Regions from separate parts of the Sus scrofa genome. Here regions 2, 3 and 4 are each linked to region 1. A link is a contact called in public HiChIP or PLAC-seq data. All regions are on one chromosome and are shown on one strand. The core of a region is the stretch at or near the end of the contact, and the rest is flanking DNA. Distances in the headings are between cores, read along the strand shown.

Region 1 (3,732 bases), core at 340-2,839:
GAAGCTGTTGGACTAGGGTGCACAGGGGAATGGACAGCCTGGCAAGGTCTAGGATGAGAGATGAAGAAAAAAAAAAAGAAGCTAGAAGGAAAGGAAGTTGTGGTCAGAGAATGCAATCTGGAATCAATGGTTTTGGACATTGTGCCTTTGCTAGTGATGACAAAGTCCTTATTGGGATTAGGGCCAAAGTAGGCTAATGCAGCACAAAGGAAGGGGCTCTGGGGATGAGGCTAGGAAGGTGGGCCAGGAGCCCCCTCCCACCCTCCCAGGAAATTTGGCCATTAGGTCCGAGTGATTCCTTCTGAAAGAGGGAAGGGTCCACTTTTATCCAAGTTGAGCAGAGAGGCCCACTGATATATCCTGAGGGTGGAAGACAAGTTTGGAAGAGACAGACGCCAGAGGAAGGGGAGGAGGAGGAGAGACTGACCACACATCTCCTCAGCTCCTGCTGTACCCCCATAGGGGCATAAGAGGGGTGGAAGTCATAGCTGATTCCTCTGGGAAGCAGAAGCCCAGAGAGGAGCAGACACTGACCTGAAACCAAAAGAGATGGGCCAGGCAGGGACAGACCCTGGACAGTGGCCCTGAGGAGGCCTCAAGACCAGCAGTGGACACCATGGGGTCACTAGGGGACCCAGCTCTCTGCAGCCCATTCTGTCACTAGAGGACCCAGCTCTCTCCAGCCCATTCTGAGAGCTCCTCAGATGTGCACCAGTGTAGGGAAGACGGGCAGGAACATAACCCCAAACTGGCCTTGGGTGAGGAAGACTATGAACCATGAAAATATTGGGGCATAGAGTGGACAGAGAGGAGAGGGTTCGACCCAGTGGAGAAGTGAGGAAAATGCTCTCCCTTACTTCTCTGCTGCCCTAGACCCCAGCTCAACCTCAGACCCCAACCTCCCTGAGCCTGATCCCCGACCCCTCAGGAAGTCCACACACCATCATTCCCCAGACCCATCCTGTTGCCCACACTCACCAGGTCCTGGTGACCCCAAAACCAGTTCCGTTTTGGGGGTTGCGGGAAACACCGGAGGCGGCAGCAGTTGTCATAGAAGTCATAGATCCAGGACAGGATTCGGGACAGGAGCCAGGTAGCACCGACCAGCTGCAGGAGCAGCCACGGGGAGGCTGACACAGGCCCCAGTCCCAGCCAGGACAGGCTCAGCTGCAGCATCCTGTAGGGCAGATGGTGTGGAGAGTGAGCTCCTGAGACTCAGCAAAGGGACAGTGAGGGTGAGCTCTGAGGCAGAGACAAATAGACAAACAAATACAGGGAGAGGAACAAGGGGGTGAGTGCTGGGGAAGGAAGGACTCAGAGATGAGCAGACTGAGGCTCAGAGAGGGGAGGAGACCCAGGAAAATCCAGAGGAAGAGAAAGAGACAGGGAGAGGGCGAGAGAGAAGATAATGAAGAAATGCCCACTTGGAATCAGTGGAAAGTTGCCTTGGGCAGTGCCCCTCCCTACCCTGGGCCAGAACTTTCAGCCCCACCAACGCCAGCGCTGCACCTTCTGTCTGGAGCAACTAGTCCCACACAGCTTCTTCTGTCCTCATCCTGGAGAGTCTTCTTCCCTGTCCTGACTTCCAAATGGGGCCAGTCGGGAGTGGCGGTGGTGGGGGGGGAGGCCTTGAGTGGGTCAGCCAATCCCTGCTTGCCTGGCTGCCTCCTCCCACCTGGAGTCTGCCCAAGACTTAGAAACCTGGAGCAGCTGGCTCCAGAGAGGAACCAGCTCAGATTCACGTGGTGCAGATGCTGACTTCTTGGGACTCAGCACCTCCCACTCAGCTTGCTGGAAGGCGGACAAAGGTGACTCTGTGCCCCTGTGTTTACAGCTGCCCCTGCCCTTCCAAGGCCAGGGTACAGCAGGTAAAATTATGAGTGTTTCGGGTGCAAACCATGTCCCAAAACATCTCCGTGGCTCTCACCACGTGTGGGCCAGAAGGGCAGCATGCACCATTTCTTGGCACAGAATCAGAAAGCCCAGAGGCAAGAAACTTCTGGCCTCCAGGGCACGCAGCCTGGCAGGAGTTTAAGCCCTGCCTCCAAGCAACCCAGGCCTTGGGTTGGGATAAAACTGCTGGGAGTAGGAAAAGAGAAACCAGCCTGGCTGGGGATTACCACAGCAGATTCAGGGGGTCAAGGGCCCAGTCAGAAGAGGACAGCTGGAGGCTTGAGGTGTAAGGCTGAGAGGGGTCAGGAGAGAACAGGGTCCACACAGGGGAAGGCAAAGCTGGGAGATCTTGAGTGGAGTTCTGCCCTGCCCTCACTCTAACTATAGGCTGTGCCAACCTCCTTTGGGCTCAGCCTTCCCGTCTGGGAATTGGGATATCAGCTGTAAATGTGTTTCGTCACCTCCAGATCCTGTCCTAAACTCCCCTGTAAAGTAATCTCAGCCCTCATGAGGTCTCCCCAAGATCAGGCTCCAAGATGAGGATGAGTTTGAAGGATGGAGATGCAAAGTGAGAGGATTTGGACAGACATTCCTGCTGCAGCTAATAGAATGTTTGGAAAATGCCCAAATTTCCTCTCCTGCCACCACTACCCCATTCCTTCCAGGCCCACATAATCCAGCTTTTGAGGGACTGGTCCTGAAGCCCTCAGCAAGTTTGTGTGCCCTGTCCCAGATTCTTTGCCTCCTTGGCCAAAGTGATCCACCTGCTGAGGTGTCCATTCAGAGAAGGGCCAGGAGCAGGGCTATGGTAAGTGAGAGGCAACAGGGGTAGCCAGATAGGGGTGAAGAGAAGCAAAAGGAAGGAAGAGGAAACAGGTCCAGAAAGGTTCAGTGACTCGCTCCAGCCACACAGAGAAGTAATTTAACAAGACAGCACAAGCAGAAGTGAATCCTGGCACAGAGTGCATGCTCATTAACTATTTAGGGAAGAAAGGGCCTTTTATAGTCATGAGCTCTAAGAAATGGCCACTCAAAATATGGTCCTCAGACCAGCGGCATTGACATTACCAGCAGCATCTAGGAAACGCAGAATTTGGGGCTTTAACCCCCACCTGCAAAGTCATGGCTGCAAAAATTCTGCTGTTGGAGTTCCTGTCGTGGCGCAGTGGTTAACGAACCCGACTAGGAACCATGAGGTTGTGGGTTCGATCCCTGGCCTTGCTCAGTGGGTTAACGATCCGGCGTTGCCGTGAGCTGTGGTGTAGGTTACAGACTTGGCTCGGATCCTGCGTTGCTGTGGCTCTGGAGTAGGCCAGCGGCTACAGCTCCGATTCGACCCCTAGCCTGGGAACCTCCATATGCCACGGGAGCGGCCCAAGAAATGGCAAAAAGACAAAAAAAAAAAATTCTACTGTTGTCCCCAATAAGAGGAGTTTATACTTCTTGAATCTGGCCTGGCCCTGGGACTGCTTAACTAATATTATGTGGTCAAGGTGGTGCCATGCTAGTTAAGGCCTTGAAGTAGGCTGGCAGCTTAAATTTACGTTTGCTTTTGGAACCCATCCCATCAGAACCACTCCCTATTCTGTAAAGAAGCCCAAGCCCCATGGAAAACTTCATGGAAAGCTCTGATCAGCAGCCCCACTTGAGTTCCCAGCCTAGTGTCACCTGTCAGTGAGCCTCCAGATGACCACAGCCCCGAGTGACATCACATGATACAGAAAAACCATCCAGCTGAGCCCAACTGACACACAGAATCATAAGAGAAAATAAAACGGTCACTGGTTTAAGCCACTATGTTTGAGGGGCTGTTCATTACAAAACAACCTAGCAGGACTG
Region 2 (3,732 bases), core at 432-2,931, 250 kb after region 1:
ACACCCCAGGAAGTGTAGAATACGGTATGTCACTGCTCTTGGAAGCCCCCTGGGACAGGTGGACAGATCTTGCTGAGGTCCAGGATATTCCGTTGTTCTGTCTCTTAGGCAAATAAGTGACTGTGTGCCATGCCCATGCAGATGAGTGCTCACCACGTGTGGCAGTGTCTCCCCACAAGGTCAGCCAGCATGCAGGCACAGCATCTAACCACCTGTTCTTTTTATGATTGCTAGTGTCGGCAAAACCTGGCATCTCTACGGTACCAAACACAACACAAGCATCGACTCCTCCGCAGACCCAGACCCCTCAGCAGAATCCTCCACCCGTGCAGGCCACTCCTCACCCCTTCCCTGCCGTCACCCCAGACCTCATCGTCCAGACCCCTGTTATGACAGTGGTACCTCCCCAGCCACTGCAGACACCCCCGCCGGTGCCCCCTCAACCACCACCCCCACCCGCTCCAGCCCCCCAGCCCGTGCAGAGCCACCCACCCATCATTGCGGCCACCCCACAACCTGTGAAGGTGAGCATTCTCTGCATGTGTCTAGCTCAGCCTGGCCACTGGCTGGCTCCTGCCGCCTCAGCTAAATGACCCCTTCCTCCTTCCTCTCCATTTCATTGAGACTTACAGTAAACAGTCACCTGTCCTTCTGGTTCTTGGGGCACTTGTGGGTGTTGCGGGGTTGGGGGTTGAATCATGCTGTGTTTAAATGAGCATAGCCCAGAAGCTACTACCCTGCTGATACAGAAAGATCCCCTAATTGAGTCAAACCTCCCAGGGAGTTGCTATGCTTCCCCCATTTCTAATTTAGACCACATGTTTGCAGATGCTGTCTAAACATGTTCCGAGATATACCTCCCATGGGTGGCCAGAGTGACAAGGGTTGGCTCTAGGAGAGTTCCCTGATCTATAGGAAACTGCTTTAGGAGGACTCTATGGTCTCCAATAAGCAGATCCCACACTCAGTTGTGTGCTTTTTCCTGCCACTGGCAGGGTCCTGTCCCAGCTGCAGAACAGAGTGGTGGGACAGGGTCTCTCTGTCTTCAATCCTTCACCTGTGGAATTACCTTTGGGCCCTGTTCCCTGTGAGTGTTGAGACCCTAGAAAGGACCTGGCTTCAGGAGTGACCCTGAGGGCCCGCTGTGCCGGCTGCCGCTTCTGACCGTGCCTATCACGCCTGTGCTCTCGGCAGACAAAGAAGGGGGTTAAGAGGAAAGCAGACACCACCACCCCCACCACCATCGACCCCATTCACGAGCCTCCCTCACTGCCCCCGGAGCCCAAGACCACCAAGCTGGGCCCCCGGCGGGAGAGCAGCCGGCCTGTTAAGCCTCCGAAGAAGGATGTGCCCGACTCGCAGCAGCACCCAGCGCCAGATAAGAGCAGCAAGGTCTCAGAGCAGCTTAAGTGCTGTAGTGGCATCCTCAAGGAAATGTTTGCCAAGAAGCATGCGGCTTACGCCTGGCCATTCTACAAGCCCGTGGACGTGGAGGCGCTGGGCCTACATGACTACTGTGACATCATCAAGCACCCCATGGACATGAGCACTATAAAGGTGAGTGGATGTACCCCCAGGAGGTGGGGAATGGGCTCCATGGGACAAGGAAGGCCTGTCTAGGAGGAGGCTTCTCCAAGAGGAGTAGCTGACAAAACTCTTCTTACCAGCCCAAAGAAGCCTAGCGCCCCCTGCTGGGGATTGTGGGGGATATCTGAGATCCTCTGGCCATTTTAGTCACAGCAGTGCTGACCCCTCTGCTGAAGACAAACCCTTTGTGGCCTTGAGGCCAAGTGCCCATAGAGGCCTTCATGTGGTAGATGCTCCAGGAGAGTTTAGGGAGTGGTGACTTTGCCAGGTTCTGTGTCATGGAAGGGGCAAGTGCTGGCATTTTCATTGTAATGTATTTTGAGGCCTCTTCGGTTTTGTTTATTTTAAGCCTTTTGGCATTTTTCTCCTATTCCGAGTTGAATAAACCTGCTCAAACTTGGGCAGAGCAGGGAACATTGCTGTCTTCCTTTTGACCAGTGTCCTGTCCTATGTCACAAAGGCAAGTATACATCAGGTCAGAGTTGGGTCTAGCACTCCCTTTACAATTCTGGTTTAAGCTTCTGTGAATTCTGTGTCCATTCGTCTTTTAGCCAGGCGTGGTGAGTAGGTTTGGATACTAGCAGAACAATTCCTAGCCCTGAGATTTACTGTTGAGTGTTTCTTTGTCTACCTCATGCTAGCACTGCAGTGATAACCTTTTCCTACTAGGGTCGGGTTAAACCCAGAGCTTTTGAGAAGCCACCTTTTTCCTACAGGCAGCCCTCCTTGCTGCCCCTCCCCATTGGAGCAGGGGCAGCCATGGTTAACCAGGACTTGTCCTGTTTTTCCAGTCTAAACTGGAGGCCCGTGAGTACCGCGATGCTCAGGAATTTGGTGCCGATGTCCGATTGATGTTCTCCAACTGCTACAAGTACAACCCTCCTGACCATGAGGTGGTGGCCATGGCCCGCAAGCTCCAGGTGAGGCTCTGGGGAAGCTCCAGGTGTGGCATCCTGCAGCAGAGCAGGCTGGGGTCCTGGGTGGGCCAGGCCTCTGTGGGCTTTGGAAATTTTATTTATTTATTTTTATTTTATACTTTCTTTGGTATTATGCCATGTTGCTTTGAAAGAGTGAACTAAAGTCAGAAAAATGTACATTTTACATTGGGATTATTTCATTATGATTAAAGCAGGGTGATTGGTTTTGTTCTTGGACATTAGGGGTTTGGGGTGTCCCACTGAAAGTCCCACCCCACAACCCCACCTGTATTCGGGTGCCCTTGGCCAGAAGAGTACACATGCTACATGGCCCAACCTCTTCTCCAAAACAGACCTGTTTCAAGTCGACGAGGGACACTCTTGCCAGGTAGACACTGTCATAGTTGTGAGCTGAAATAATGTTCAACTGTGGGCTTTCTTCACCAGAGCCTTGAAAGCCTTTGTTGCCTTTTAACTACAGGATGGCTGCTTCTAGATGTTCCGTGTGGCCATGATGCCCTGATGAGTGGGATTTATGGCCCCTAGGAGTTGATTCTGGGTGATAAACACTGTAGAGTGCACACATGGGTGGAAGGGAGGGGGCAGTGTGAACTAATTCCATTTCTCTTTATTCAAAAAATGGGATAAATATATACCCAAATTTCAACAGAATTCAGGAATTAAAAATTATGGAGAATAAGTTCAGTATTTAGTACTGTTAAAGTCTGGGTTTTTGTTTTTGTTTTTTTAATTCTTTTAAACTACACATATTAAAAATTCCCAGCCTCTTCTTCCCAAGGCCCTCGCTTGCACTTTTGCTTTTGGGATCATAGCAGTCTGTGGGCTAGGCCACCTGCTGAAAAGGTACAGGTCCGGTCTGCATATCCTGTGTCAGGCTTTCTTAGCCATCTGAAAAATGTTTCCAGGACAGAAGTGAGGACTTGCAGAAAAGCCTTTGGTGACCTATGGGTCAGTGGCTGTCAGAGGTCACCTGAGCCCTGCTGCTTGCCTATCTCCCAGCCCTGTTAAGCTCCACACATTGTCCCACATTCACTAGCATAGTATGTACCTACATCATCACATTGGACCAAGGCATGGTGTCCTTTGTTCTTTCACTTTGGGCCCATCTGGGTGAGCCTTTGTTTTAAAGGATGTGTCCTGAAAACGTGGCGGGGGGGGAAACCTTAATAGACTGGACATAGCTATTGTTATTTAAACACATACTTAA
Region 3 (3,732 bases), core at 419-2,918, 180 kb after region 1:
TTTTTCCATTTCCAATCATCTTCCATAAATTGCCAAGTATGCAAAATTAGGAGCCAAAGATAGTCACAAATTTTAATGTTCTGTAATACAGAAGTAGAAGGAAGCTTACTAATGAACCAGTTACAGTTACCTCCTTTATTTCTGGCACTTAATAATTTGTCACTTCATGTGTTGTTAAAGTAAAGGGTAAAAATAAGTCTTTACTTTGCCTAAGACCTATCAATAATTTATGATTGCCCTTAGTGAAAAGTGACCAAACTCCATAACAGAGACAAAACTATCTGACTGCTATCCTAGCACATGAATGTGTTTTGAAAGAAGGGCCCATTAGGAGTTTTTAAAAAGTTCCTAGATTTTATAGAAGAACTGAGCTTGCTTTTTTTTTTTTTTTTTTCTGGCTGCACTTGCAGCATGTGGACGTTCTCCGGCCAGGGACTGAACCCTTGCCACAGCAGAGATTGGAGCCACAGTAGTGACAATGCCGGATCCTTAACCTGCTGTGCCACAAGGGAACTCCTCAAATTTACTATTTGTATTTTTTTGTCTTTTTTTTTAGGACTGCACCTGCTACATATGGAGGTTCCCAGGCTAGGAGTCGAATGTGAGCTGCAGCTGCCTGCCTACACCACAGCCACAGCAATACCATATCTGAGCCACATCCTCAACCTACTCCACAGCTCATGGCAACAACTGGATCCTTAACCCACTGAGTGGGGCCAGGGATGGAATCAGCATCCTCATGGATACTAGTCAGCTTCCTTACCCCTGAGCCACAACAAGAACTCCGAGTTTGCTATTTTTAAAAAACGAGGCTTGAAATGCTAAAAGAGTGAAGATAAGGGCAAAAGGGGAAAGGAGGTTATGGCTTCCCATTTGAAAACTTTAACAGGATTGTCATTTTGAACTGTAAGCAACCTAAGTCTAATCTCTTTGTTTTCTGGAACTGACTTGTGGCTTGAGTCTTAAGGATAAGGAAGTCAGCTGGAGGACAACTAGAGGGAGAGGACTCTAGGCCCAGAATGCAAACACATTCTAGCCTTTAGAGCTCAGTGGCTCGCCAGCCGGCCAAGAAAGATGCCGCATCAGTCTTGCTCACAGCCTCCTCTCATTTCATTTCTTTCACCCCAGGGCCCATCGCAGCTCTCTCAACGTTCCAGCACCACCCCCCTCCAGCTTCCTTCAACACCCTTCAGCCTCCGCACCAGCGCAGCCTCCTTCAGACAGGTGTCTTGCCTCCGCCTCTGCCACCGGTTTCTGTCTATTCGCCGTCCTCCCTTTCTTTGAGCGTCTATAATCAGACCCTTCATAAATTTTTGGACGTTTCCCTCTGCCTTCAGGTCTCTTTCCTCAGGCCCAACTTTCAGTCTCGCCTCAGTCCTGTCCCTCGATCTTCGGGGTCCCCTCCCTCGGTCTTCGGGGTGCTCTCCCTCTCAATCTTCGGGGTCCTCACTCGGTCTGTGGAGTCCCTTCCCTCGGTCTGAGATGTCTCCTTCGGTGTGCGGGATTTCTTCCCTCCGATTAAGGAGTCTCCTCCCTCGGGTCTGCATGATTTCTCCTCAGCCTCCACCCTTGGTCCATGGGGATTCCCACCTCCGTGTCGGCCGCAAGCACGGGTTTCCCCCACTCACCTCCCGGCTCTCTGTTAGCTTAAGATAGCTCGCGCCGGGCATGGTCTTGGGGCGCGCACGCCGGGCGGCGGCAGCGCGTGGTCGCGCGCGCAGCGTGCGCGGTGACGTCAGTGCGCTGGCGGCGGCGGCGGCGGCGGCGGCGGCGGCGGCGGCAGCAGGGCTGTTTGTTCTGCTCTCCCGAAGCCGACGAACCGAAGCGGTGGCTGCGGCGGCGGCGGCGGCGGCGGCTGCCGGCAGTGCCCGCGGGCGAGCGGGGCCTGTGAACACAGCGGAGCGGCGGGCTCGACGGAAGGGCCCTGGCCCCGCGCAGTCAGTCCGAAGAGGAGGGGGCGGCAGCGGCGGCGGACGGCCGGTGGGGGCGGCGTGCGGCCTAGTGTCTCAGGTGAGGACTGGTGCCCTTCGGGGCGTCAGGCGGCGAGGGGCAGCTGGCGGGGTCTGCGGCGCAGCCCGCGTAACCTGCATTGCGTAATGGGGCCGGTGCGCCAGTACATACGCCATCGGCGCGGCGCGGGGGCGGGGAGGCCGGGGCGACGCGGGCTTGGGCCTGCGGGCCTCCCGCGTCCCCGCGCCGCTCTCGCCGGGCCAGGGCCGCCTGCGCCGTTGGCGTCGGGGCGGCTTGTTGGCTCGCGGGCGCCTCGCCGTTGGCGCCGCCGCCCCCTGGCTCTCGCCGGTCGACAGGGCAGGGGCGCGGGTGGGGGGCGCGAGCTCCGCGGCGGGGCGGGCGGCCGGGGGCGGGCGGGGGGCGGGCCGAGGCGCCCGGCACTTCCTGTCGCCGCCATTTTGTCAAGTGAGGAGGAGGAGGAGGAGGAAGCGGCCGCCGCGGAGCCCGCGGCGAGCCTGGCCCCGGTAAGTCCGGGCCTGGCGTGATGGTCGCAGCCACCGCTGTCCCCAGTCGCGGTTCCCGGGGCGGCCTCTGCGCTCATGTGGGGCCGGCCCGCGCTCTCTCTGGAGTCTGAGTCCTCCTGTCTCAGCCGGGGCAGCGCGCCCCCGCCCTCATTTCCTCACCTTCCGGGCTGTCCCCAGAGCTCTGCGGAGAACCGGGCTGGTCCCCAGGTGGAGGGAGGAGGCTGCCTCTGCACACCTGGCCGGAGACGGGCCCTTTGGGGGCGGAAGCTGTGCTCTGAGGGGCGAGCCTGGCCCGCTTTACCCATCCACTCTTGATCTGGCAGCCCCTCACTGGGCGCTTTGTTTTGCTTGGTCGGTGCTCCCTGGTGTCCTTGCCACGGCCTCGTTTGTTGCAGTCTTGTGCGTTGTGATGGTTTGGGGTGGGGATGTGGGGGGAGTTGTGATTCAGCGAAACGGAATGACACCCCCCCCAAACGGAAATAGCCCAACTTTACCGGAGTCAGATACCCCCGAGGCCCGGCCTTGGTTCAAGATGGGAAATCCCATTTGGGTGTAGTGGACACTGTAAATATTTCTATTCAGGCCCATGGATGAGTCATGTGCTTTTGCTGAGGGCTGACCTCCCATTTACTCAAGACCACGCATTGTTTTTTGCAGTGTTGTTTTTGTTTACTCATTTAATGTTTTGTGCAACCTGGAGCAGCTTTAGTCTTGGTCTTTGGGTTCATTTTTATGTGTGTGCTGGTTGCAAGAAGTGACCTCTTGGAATCTGCGCCTGAGAATTGAAGTGTTAAATTCGAGAGATCTCTACCTGTCCGTGTTTACGAAAACCGTTTGGGCGTATCTTTAAGCCAGTGCCTCTTTGGTGCTGTATTAACAGTTGGGAGATTTTTATGAATGGGGCTGTCGTTCCTTAAATTGTTAGTTCGAAATTTAGTCCTTGGAGATTGTAAAGAAAGCGATACACAACAGAATTTATGAATGTGTTTCCAATTTCAAGAACTTTTGAACAGTTGGCACAGTCTGTTTTATGACCTTGCCGCTAATATACTAAAATATTATTTTCAGTTTAATTTGTATGGGATCTTCCCATCGAGGCATTGTAGATAAGTAATCTTCAAATCTTCAACCTGGGGAAGATAAACCTCTCAGATCCGTCCACCAAATCGAGAAAAGCCTGATCTGAATGCATTTGCTTCCTTTATCTACCGTACTCCTTAATCTTGGTGGGAAACATAGTATCTAAGGGCTCAAATTG
Region 4 (3,732 bases), core at 538-3,037, 150 kb after region 1:
ATCTTTCTTATATTAGGGGAGAGATGAGCCCTATTTTAAGGACAGCATGGTGTTCTTTTTAATGTCTGATGTATTTAACCACTTCTTCCCTGGAGAACATTTAGGTGCTTTCCAGTTTTTCACTGCAGCCAGTGAAAAACATGCATGCTTCCAATTTTAAATTTAGGCTAGATTTCCAGAAGGAATTACTGAGGTTTTTTTTTTGTTGTTCTTTTTTTTGCTTTTTTAAGGGCCGCACTCATGGCATATGGAAGTTCCCAGGCTAGGGGTTGAATCAGAGCTACAGCTGCTGGCCTATGCCACAGCCACAGCAACACCAGATCCAAGGCACATCTTCCACATACGCCACAGCTGACAGCAACCCACTGAGTAAGGCCAGGGATGGAACCCACATCCTCATGGATCCTAGTCGGGTTGGTTAACCACTGAGCCAGGTTGGGAACTCCAAAAACTTTTACTTTTGATACATTCTATCAAACTGATTTGCAGAAAATAAACAGTTGAACCTCTCGCCTGCAGAGTATTAAGTGTCTCTTTTTAACCTTCCCATTTGGGGGTATAATTCTTAATCCTGGGAATCCCATGGAATAAAAAGATGTATGTATATTAGTTAAATACACTGACTGACGTTCATATTCCTGCTTTTATACCTCGTTTATCCTAGAGAGTTCCTTTCATATTAAGGCAGGTGGCCCCTTGTTAGGGGTTGCACATTTACTTGGTCTTCAATAGGTTTCTTAATTTGTTCACTGCTTATAATTTTTATGTAAGCAAATCAGATTTCTGCCATACAGCTGTAAAGACATGTCTTTAATCAGTTACAGTTACATACAGTAAGTAAGTATGGTATGGAAAGATGGAGGAGCATTTGGGCAAGGATCAAATCAGGTCATGGTTCCATGCTTGTAGAGGGGAAATCAAGCTTGTACCCAAGGGTACATTTACAGACCTACGAAATCTGGTTGGAATCATTGGCGGTGCTGAGCCCCGAGGTGTAGGTGGAGAGGGGTGCCCTTACCGATCTGGCTTGGTGGGAATGGGGCGAGTTTTGGATGCCTGGAGCAGCCTCTCCAGCCCTGCCTGCCTTGCCCGCAGCTCATGATGGAGCAGTCTAAGAAGTCCTCGCTCATGGTGGCTCGCAGCATCCTTAACAACAAGCTCATCAGCAAGAAGCTGGAACGCTATCTGAAGGTGAGGTGCTTGCCTTTGTCACGCGGCCCGGTCCCCAGCCCCGGTGCCTGATTCGGGCCCTGGGGTGCTCCCATTTCTAAAGTATCGCCGTCCCCCGCAGGGAGAGAACCCTTTCACCGACAGCCCGGAGGAGGAGAAGGAACAGGAGGAGGCCGAGGGCGGTGCCCTGGATGAGGGGGCGCTAGTCGAAGCAGCGGGAGTCGCAGAGGACGCGCCGGCTCAGCCCCCGGTGCCCCCGGAACCGGTCTCTGGGGCTGCGACCCCGCCCCCACCTCCGCCCCCTGAGGAGGAGGAGGAAGCCTTGCCCCTGCTGGGCGGGGCGCTGCAGCGCCAAATCCGAGGCATCCCAGGCCTCGATGTAGAGGCTGACGACGAGGAGGAGGGCGGAGGGGGCGCTCCATGACCCGGGCGGGCGGGGCCCGCGTGGCAGAGGCTAGAAGCGGAGTCTAATAAAGTTCTTCCCTTCCCACCTCTTCTTATTTTGTCTGTGGTGCGGTCCTAGTGGGCGAGCGACTGGATCTCTGCTTAGAGGTGTGTATCTGTGGGTGGGCCTCGGAAGGATGGGTTGCAGCTGCGCACTAGCGGCGAGGAGAAGCAGGGATACGCTTGCGCGCTGCGAGGCACAGCGGCCCGGACCAAAACTCCCAGGATGCTATGAGCACCGATCCGGAACAACCGGAAGGCCACCTGGAGTGGTGAGGGCGGGTCCGTCGTAAATTCCCGCCAGTAGTTGCGCGCGGAAGGGGTGACGTATCAACTGGCTTACCAGTAGAAGACAGCGGGAGTTGGGTTCAGCGCATGCGTCCTGTGGTAGTCTGGAAAGAGGAGCTGCTGGCGGGCCGAGCTGAAGACATGGAACAGGGCTACGGAGGTTAGTGTGGGCAACTTAGTGCGGGGTGGGACGGGCAGGTGGTGCCCAGGCGACACCGTCGCCGCGCAGAGGGCCACGGGCTGGGGCCTACTCCAGAGCCCAGTTACTACAGTCCGGCCCTGCAGAGGGGCGGCCGGGACGCGCGCACGCAGTTCATTGGACCTCGGCGCAGTCGCTCCCGGGCCGCTGCATGCGGATTGGCCGATGGAACCTGGGGACGTCGGCGGAGTTCGGCTGGCCGACGCTACGGCGGGCTTCGGGGGGCGCCTTGAGCCTTTAGGACCGTTTCTGCTTCTCAGCCCCACCGGGGCTGTAGGCCCCGCGGATCCCTGCCGCCCGCAGGGCCGCAGCCTCTTTCGGAAGACGCCACAAAATGGCGGCGCCAGAGGGCGGAGCTATGGCGCGAGCTTGTGGGGCGTGGGGTCTGCAGCCGCGGCGGGAGGAGGGACTGCTGTCTCTTTCCCGGCCTTCGGGCCTTCCTGGGTACTTGCGGGGCTTCGTTGGGTCTTCTGCGCCGCCCACGTGGCCTGGAGCACCGGTCCGGAAGCGGTATGAGCGGCACAGGTTCGGACCGCCAGCGGTGCAGTGCTGAGGCCTTGAGTAGTGCGGCGCCTGCGTTCTCCCTGGGTTGTGTAGCTCTGAGGCAAGACACTGAGAGTCAAATGCTGGGTGTTTTCTTTGTCAAAACTTGGAAACCCGTTAGTGGTTCTCCTCCGGGCATCGCCTTGTGGTGGCCTGGAGATGCCAGAGGGGTTTTGTAAAAGAGAATGTGCCCTTTCTCCACTTGAGTTTCAGAGCCTGCGGCAGGACCTTCTTGGGTGACCTCTCAATCTAGAATCAGCCTCCTGGGAGGCTTTTGTTCTATGCTGGAAGCCGCGTTTACCCGCCGGGAGCAGTAGAAATATGCAGGAATGGGCTTGACCAAGCTCCGATACCCCATCCAGGTGTTTGAGGTTTGAGAAGCAAGCGATCTGATTTTGGCTGCAACAGGGAAGGCGCTAGTCTTGAATGGTGGCAGTATTAGCAGGAGACCAGCAGCAGGAATTGCAGAAGCAGAAAAGTTCCCAGGTGCATGGTAGTGCTCTGTTGACTCAATCTGGTTCTCTAGTCTTTTTTGCAGTCTTACTGCATCTCGCCATTTTTTCCCTGCCTTCCCACCAGATCTTTTAGTTAGTAGTAATCCCGCCTCAGGCGAGGCTTGACAGTTGCTCTTTGGACCTCCATCTGGGTCCAAGTCCTTGTTCTTCTCAGTGTTGTTGGGCAAGTGCCTTATCGTCTGGAGCCTCTGTAGAAGCGGGTTTATAGTGTCTATCTCAAAGGTTGTTGTGAGGTTGATGTTAATAGCATATATGTCCCTTAGACCAGTGCCCCACAGTTGGTTACTTGCTGTTAAAATCACTACTCTGCTTTTCTGCTGCACATGAAAAACTGTGACATGGGGAGGTTAGCTTGCGGAAGGCAAGCTTCCACAGGGTGACTTTGGATCAAGTCCCCTAACCTCTGAACTGTAGCTCCCTCATCTCTGAACAGCAAGCATTCGGGGCACCAGCTAACGTGTGCTGAATGCCTGACCTGTGTTAGCATACAGAAGGCAGTCAGCTAGTGATTTAATTAGTCCTAGTAGGAGAGAAAGGATGTCTTAGAGAAGATGCTTTGTAAAGGTGAAGTCA

What was found. HiChIP or PLAC-seq counts read pairs in DNA pulled down with a chosen protein or histone mark.
Region 2: a contact with region 1 is called in an H3K27ac HiChIP or PLAC-seq map of skeletal muscle, with 5 times the contacts expected there. The contact joins the enhancer-like site here to the promoter of CYP4F55 in region 1. A contact is called at or near these places in 9 of 47 Hi-C or Micro-C datasets (embryonic fibroblasts, fetal skeletal muscle, heart right ventricle and 5 more) and 2 of 2 datasets of contacts at active chromatin or transcription factors (alveolar macrophages and skeletal muscle).
Region 3: a contact with region 1 is called in an H3K27ac HiChIP or PLAC-seq map of alveolar macrophages. The contact joins the promoter of LOC110259619 here to the promoter of CYP4F55 in region 1. A contact is called at or near these places in 1 of 47 Hi-C or Micro-C datasets (embryonic fibroblasts) and 1 of 2 datasets of contacts at active chromatin or transcription factors (alveolar macrophages).
Region 4: an H3K27ac HiChIP or PLAC-seq map of alveolar macrophages shows a contact between it and region 1. The contact joins the promoter of AKAP8 here to the promoter of CYP4F55 in region 1. A contact is called at or near these places in 1 of 5 promoter capture datasets (liver), 2 of 47 Hi-C or Micro-C datasets (embryonic fibroblasts and liver) and 1 of 2 datasets of contacts at active chromatin or transcription factors (alveolar macrophages).

What each region holds. Positions count from the first base shown.
Region 1 is chr2:62,069,363-62,073,094 of Sscrofa11.1, forward strand. CYP4F55 (cytochrome P450, family 4, subfamily F, polypeptide 55) reads right to left here and starts at 1,590. Exons shown (of 13, transcript NM_001244636.1): 1 at 1,468-1,590; 2 at 979-1,177. The coding sequence starts at 1,176.
Region 2 is chr2:62,315,845-62,319,576 of Sscrofa11.1, forward strand. It overlaps BRD4 (bromodomain containing 4), which reads left to right. Exons shown (of 19, transcript NM_001204772.1): 4 at 235-524; 5 at 1,195-1,557; 6 at 2,379-2,507. Among named protein-coding and RNA genes, the nearest start is that of BRD4, 9.9 kb to the left of the region's middle. Within about 2 kb of position 1,682, at least 8 of the 83 cell types and tissues checked have an H3K27ac peak or open chromatin away from gene starts, as enhancers often do. A contact at or near this core is called in alveolar macrophages and skeletal muscle, where this site is marked.
Region 3 is chr2:62,249,227-62,252,958 of Sscrofa11.1, forward strand. LOC110259619 (alanine and glycine-rich protein-like) reads left to right here and starts at 1,669. Exons shown (of 1, transcript XM_021085099.1): 1 at 1,669-2,097. The coding sequence starts at 1,669. The coding sequence ends at 2,097. It also overlaps a transcript of BRD4 not described here.
Region 4 is chr2:62,220,273-62,224,004 of Sscrofa11.1, forward strand. It overlaps AKAP8 (A-kinase anchor protein 8), which reads left to right and starts at 1,788. Exons shown (of 14, transcript XM_003123431.4): 1 at 1,788-2,062. The coding sequence starts at 1,990. AKAP8L (A-kinase anchor protein 8-like) reads left to right here. Exons shown (of 24, transcript XM_005652898.3): 13 at 1,096-1,191; 14 at 1,292-2,062. The coding sequence ends at 1,594. All of the region lies in intron 1 of LOC110259330 (a long non-coding RNA gene), which reads right to left.